Regions from separate parts of the Mus musculus genome. Here region 2 is linked to region 1. Evidence: chromatin contacts called from public HiChIP or PLAC-seq data. All regions are on one chromosome and are shown on one strand. The core of a region is the stretch at or near the end of the contact, and the rest is flanking DNA. Distances in the headings are between cores, read along the strand shown. Region 1 overlaps Map3k7 (mitogen-activated protein kinase kinase kinase 7). Region 2 has its middle 46 kb from the start of Cnr1.

Evidence for each region. HiChIP or PLAC-seq counts read pairs in DNA pulled down with a chosen protein or histone mark.
Region 2: an H3K27ac HiChIP or PLAC-seq map of stem cell-derived epiblast-like cells shows a contact between it and region 1, with 97 times the contacts expected there. The contact joins two enhancer-like sites. A contact is called at or near these places in 9 of 484 Hi-C or Micro-C datasets (the Ba/F3 cell line, the G1E-ER4 cell line, Sertoli cells and 5 more), 10 of 115 datasets of contacts at active chromatin or transcription factors (astrocytes, cardiomyocytes, embryonic stem cells and 2 more) and 1 of 9 other capture datasets (embryonic stem cells).

The regions. Positions count from the first base shown.
Region 1 is chr4:31,969,171-31,971,870 of GRCm38.p6, forward strand. All of the region lies in intron 1 of Map3k7 (mitogen-activated protein kinase kinase kinase 7), which reads left to right. Among named protein-coding and RNA genes, the nearest start is that of Map3k7, 6.4 kb to the left of the region's middle. Within about 2 kb of position 1,416, at least 17 of the 459 cell types and tissues checked have an H3K27ac peak or open chromatin away from gene starts, as enhancers often do. A contact at or near this core is called in stem cell-derived epiblast-like cells, where this site is marked.
Region 2 is chr4:33,969,509-33,972,227 of GRCm38.p6, forward strand. No RefSeq gene overlaps it. Among named protein-coding and RNA genes, the nearest start is that of Cnr1, 46 kb to the left of the region's middle. Within about 2 kb of position 1,428, at least 1 of the 459 cell types and tissues checked has an H3K27ac peak or open chromatin away from gene starts, as enhancers often do. A contact at or near this core is called in stem cell-derived epiblast-like cells, where this site is marked.

The sequences.
Region 1 (2,700 bases), core at 166-2,665:
TTACCAGCTTGAACTAGAAATGAGGTAGCAAATAAAGTATAACTTATTTCATTATTTTGTAATTGTCTCTGCCAGTTTGTAAATTCTTACAGTTGTGGAAATTACCTCCATCAGGAAAGTGTTGTTTTACATTCTGAGCCTGAGAGACAGAGACAAGGTGAACCTTTTGTTATTACTTTTATACCATTTTATGAGTATGAGTGTTTTGCCTGCATATATGTCTGTGCACTGTGTAGGTGTCTGTTGAGGCCATCAGTTCCTGGGACAGGAGTTATTAGATGGTTGTGAGCCTCTCTGGAGGTGCAAGGAACAAAGCCTAAGCTCTTTGAAAAAGCAGCCAGTACTGATCACTGCTGAGCCGCCTCTCTGTCCCTAGAAATAGACTTTCTTAACCAATGAGTCCTATAATGGCAATAGTCTACGTGGTTTGGTCATCTCATCGGAGTGAAATGCAGCTCATTCTGGTGTGTGTATACTGTGGGATGTGTGGCCCATTAGAGAGCATGTGAAGATATGGTATGCTATACAGCGAAAGATACAGTAACACCTGAACTTAACTTCCAGCTCTTTACTAGCATCTGAGTATGGCTCAAGTTGTAATAAATTCTCTCCAAATAAAGTTTCTCCAGAATGTGGGGGTTGGATTAGTTAGAAAAATAACACAATTTGCAAATCTTAATAAGGTCAAAGGAAATGTGATCCTCTGAAAGTAAGGGGAATGGAGTCGGTGTTTAAATATTTATCTATTTATTTATTTGCCCACAAGTGCACACATTTTCACCACAACCACCTGACAACTTTCAGGAGTCAGTTCTTGCCTTCCATTTTATTTGCAACTGTCTCTATTTCTATCTCTGTTGCTATATTGCATACTTCCAGGCAGTTATCTTCTTTCTGTTTCCCATCTCTCTGGATGGGAAGTGCTAGATAGATATGCCACTGCATGTATAGACATGCCACTGCATCTTGCTTTTTGTAGGGGTTCCGGGATTGAACTTGGGCTGGCCAGAGAGATGGCTTATTGGGTAAAGCACCAGCCATGCAAGCTTCAAATTGGTATTTAACATTTATTAGTTGGTGAAGAAGACCAAGATGGAATTATTCTTAATTTGTCTTCTAATGATTAACACTGGTTTCTAATTCGTAGTTACTATAGCCAAACACTTCTTTTCATACCTTTCTGTTCCTCTGATTTCATTCCAGAAGTCCATGTAGTGATAGGTTATTTCTCCACTGAGGAAATGAGGCAACTCAAGCCAGATTAGATTATATATAGGCGGGTTTATTGGGAAGCTGCTCTCAGACAAGTTCACTGGCCCCAAGGAACTAGGCCAGGGAAGTCACCATGGGAAGAGAGAAGGATAGAGGGAAGAGCTCAAGGAGGCGGGCAGAGTATGCCAGATAGAGACTGAGAGTTGCTGGGAGAACCTGGAGGCCAGGTCTGCTTTGATATGTAAAATAAGTACCTCAGCCCCTTGCCGCTGGGTGGAAACCAAACCAGTGCCTTGATACATATTACTGTCACATGGAACAGAGGCATCCAAGGTTGCTTCTTCATGCCTGACAGAGTAGTGTCTCTGTCTGCTTGGTCATCAGTTATACCCAGCAAATGCCCAATCATCCTGCATGAGGCCTTTCTGTATCAAGTGGGCCTTTATCTCATGATGTTGGGCTCTAAGAGGAAGAAAATAGAAACTGCTAAAGCTTCTTGAGCCCTGATTTTGAGGTTCCTGGAAGTTCACTATACTACTGATAAAAGCAATTCTTGACCAACTTGACCCAAGGGGGAAAGCCATGAACTCCTCAGTAGAGTAAGCAGACAAGGATGGAAAAGATTGAGGGTAGCTGCCTTTGGAGACTCCCCTCACCCCTCCATGTGCAAGCCTCTATCATCCCAGTCACTCCTGTTTCTGAAAGGGTGAAAACCTTTTATAAATCCCTTCTCCAACAGTTAACCTGTTGAATATGATGCTTTGAAAATTAGATGGTTGTGAGCCATAGCTTATTTTCTATTTCTAAGGCTCCTCCGCTTTGGTACTGTCCGTTTAGATAAAGAACATTCAGTCCCTCAGAAACAGCAGCTGGATGTACTAGGTACTCAGATATTTCAGGGTTAAAGAAATGCAGTTGGCAATTCAGTTGTATCACTGAAGAAAGACCTTTCTCCATGCTTCCTGACTTGGCTTTCCCTTTGGCTGTCATCGATCGTCAGAAAGTCACTCAAGCACTTTGCGTTAAGGTCTGTGTTTGAACAGCTATGAATCCATTTCAGGTCTCAACCCTCCCCACAGTAGCCGCCTCCTACCTGTGGTCAGACTTTAATTTCACTTATCTTACTCCTTTTGCAAGATTTTTTCTGAATCATTGTCATGTTCAACTGGGTCCAAGGTAGCCTGGGGTAAAGCCTGGTGTGGATATTCTTTATCAGTGTTCTTATGCCTCTGTAGCTGCCCATGTTTATAGAGCACAGTCTGCCAGGCTGTCTGCCTCTGCTAATCAAAGGAAAGAGTGTGGGTGGGAGAAAGTTTGAACTGCTTTCTGCCATTGAATCTCCAAGCCTGTGGGGAAAGAGAGGCTGCTGAGGTCTTTAGTGTATTGTGAGTGCTTGCCTTTGGCATTCTAAGTGTTTTTAAAAAAAAGTGTTAAAAAAAAAAGAAATCTAAGTAGTCTTGTTGTATAGCCTTGGATTTCTTCCCTGTC
Region 2 (2,719 bases), core at 178-2,677, 2.0 Mb after region 1:
ACCATGACAATCTTGTCTAGCAGCAGGCCATTTATATGTGTCTATTGGGGGCAGTGAAGGACATTGTTGATGAATGTTAGCATGCCCACTCCTGAAATCAATGCTTTCTTTGGGATATAATATTGCTTTATTCTGAGACTCTGCAGGATTTCTATGGCATTGGGCTTTGCTTGAAAATGCAAAGAATTCTCCAATGGCAAGCTTAGCTGTTCTAAAAAAAATAATCAATTAAAAACTCAAGTGCTTTGGATACTATGAAAGCAACTCACAAATGTTTCTGGTTTGCATCTGAAACAAAGAAGAGAGAGTGCATGTTATTTTAGATCAAGGACAGCTGTCACCTAATGGGATTAATTCCTTCCACAAAGAAACTACAAGCAATGGAAAATGCCAAGGTCTAGCATTGTGCTAACAGACAAAACCAAACTGCAACAGATTCTAAATATTTTACACTGTGCTTAGTTTTATTTTGTGACTCTGTAGGTCTGGCAAAGGTGGAGAGAGGATTTTTGGAGTACTAGAGTCTGTAGTCCTAGAAATTATATTAGGATTTTCATTATTTGGTCCCACTGACCTCCACTTGCTACTCCATTTCTCATCCTCCAACTTTATCAACATGAGAAAATAGTGTGTGCTGAAACACAACCAATTTTCTGTAGCCAGTTCTGGATAGGAAGTCAGAATCAGTCTTCCTGACCATTCTCCTCAGGTAAGAAGCGTGAACGTGTCAGCTTTGCCGAGAGAGTGACACCGACTGGGTCCTAAGTGGAATGTTCTGCTCAAGGATTCTTCTGCCACAGTGGTAGAGAACACTCCTTCCAGCAGGAGCCACCACTAGAGCTTCAGAAATCAGTGCCTAGCCACACAGCACAAGCTTTCACGGTACTAGTATCTACTGCATGCTCTAGCTGTGCCCTATGCATTCAGACCCATTCAATCCTGTGTATGAAGTTCCCATATTTAAAAACATAACCATTAGACATTCCACAAGGCTGATAGAACGGGACTGGAGAGAGTTGGAACGTTACAGGTTGAGAGCCTCATTATCTTGGGTTACTCTTAGTCTCTTAACTATCCAATCACTGCCTACCTCAGTGTTTGACCTAACTTCCTTGTGACTACTCTTCCTTTTTAGAATACACAAATGGATCCCAGACTCCCATCACTCCAAAGGCTATGAATGACATCAGAACACATCTGAGGTCTATAGTACAGACTTCCCCATTTTGCTTTAGCTTGCCTATCTCAAGTTTCCACTGCCATGTTTTTAAGGTGATTTTGATGTGGCAGAACTCAAGTAATTAAACTGGTCATATAACGGGTTTACTAATAGATTTGCTCAGGATACATGAATTCAAAATACCCCAAAGCTAAGTAGTATGCTATCCAGACCAGTAAGTGATGAGCTAAACTACTTTGTTATCATGTAAATGTCTGCTCACCAGGATTCACTGGCCACCCCCAAAGAACTTGCCTCTAACTGGCTGCGTAAGGGGCAGCTCGAGGTCACAGCTAAAGTTAAGTCCTGGGCTGCATAAAGCCCCCTGTTCTCTTCTTGAGAAAAACATAATTCTGCCAGATGGGCAAGAAGATCCTAGATAACAACCATTTGAAAAAAAAAAAAAACCCACTAGCATACTTAAAAGAAGTCTGATTATATCTTTGCATGTAGCTCATCTGCATAAGTGGCCAGGCTTGTAGTCTTCTGAAGTGGAAGGTTAAGGGTTCTTTGAAAAGTGAGTTGGATGGTGTTTTGCTGGGGTAGACATGTGAACACAGGTGTGAAAGGCTAAGGCAGACTTGTGGAGGAAAGTTTTGCTGAAGCAGACACAGGAGAGAGGACGTTCTGCTAAAGCAAGCATGTGAAAGGACACATGATGAACGATTCTTTGCTAATGACACACATTTATTTGTCCACCTTACATTGTGTAATTGAGCTGTATTTGTTGGGACGCCATAGAGAAAAATGCTTCCCCCCCCCCCAAATACTTCTGGTGGTATGCTACAGTTTGTTGTCACTTCCAAGGACTCGGGCTGATTAGATGCACATGCTGAGGCAAGGCACGTGGAGGACACATGATGTTTGGAGGGTATAAATTGGACCCCACAGAATGATGGAGACAGAGCTTGGCTTGCTGGTACAGTGAGCTGTGTAACACTTGTGGGTCTTGCATCTTCGCTGATCTTCACTTCCCTGAGAGAGGCACAGTAGAGAGAACTTCTGGTGTACCTCCTGCTGACTCAAGCTGAGGCTGAGGCTTGGTTCTCTCTGCTAGGTCATGTCACCACTGTTGCTAAACCTGACTCTACCGAACTATACTACTGGTATATCTGTGCAGCTACCTGCTAACCTGTGAACTGAACTGCTGATTTCCAGACAACACAGACAGGAGTTGCTCCAAAGAACCTTTTTTTAAACAGGGCTACTCCCCCACCCCTGTATCCTTCTTTTCCACTACCTCTGGAGGGTGGTGGGTTACAAGGGAAGTTAAAGAAATTAAGAAACGTCATTAAAAATAGGATTTGAAAAAATTAAAATTACATTCTCCCATCTTTGGTCTGTTTATAATGTCCAAATTGCAACCTGGGGCCAGGACCTAAAAAGATTTAAGGTGACAGCATATGTAAAATGCAAAAGCCTAAAATGTATATAAGTTAGCAAACTCGTCTATCCCAAGCTGGCTCTTCCTCAGACATTAGCCACAGCTGACTGGGTGCT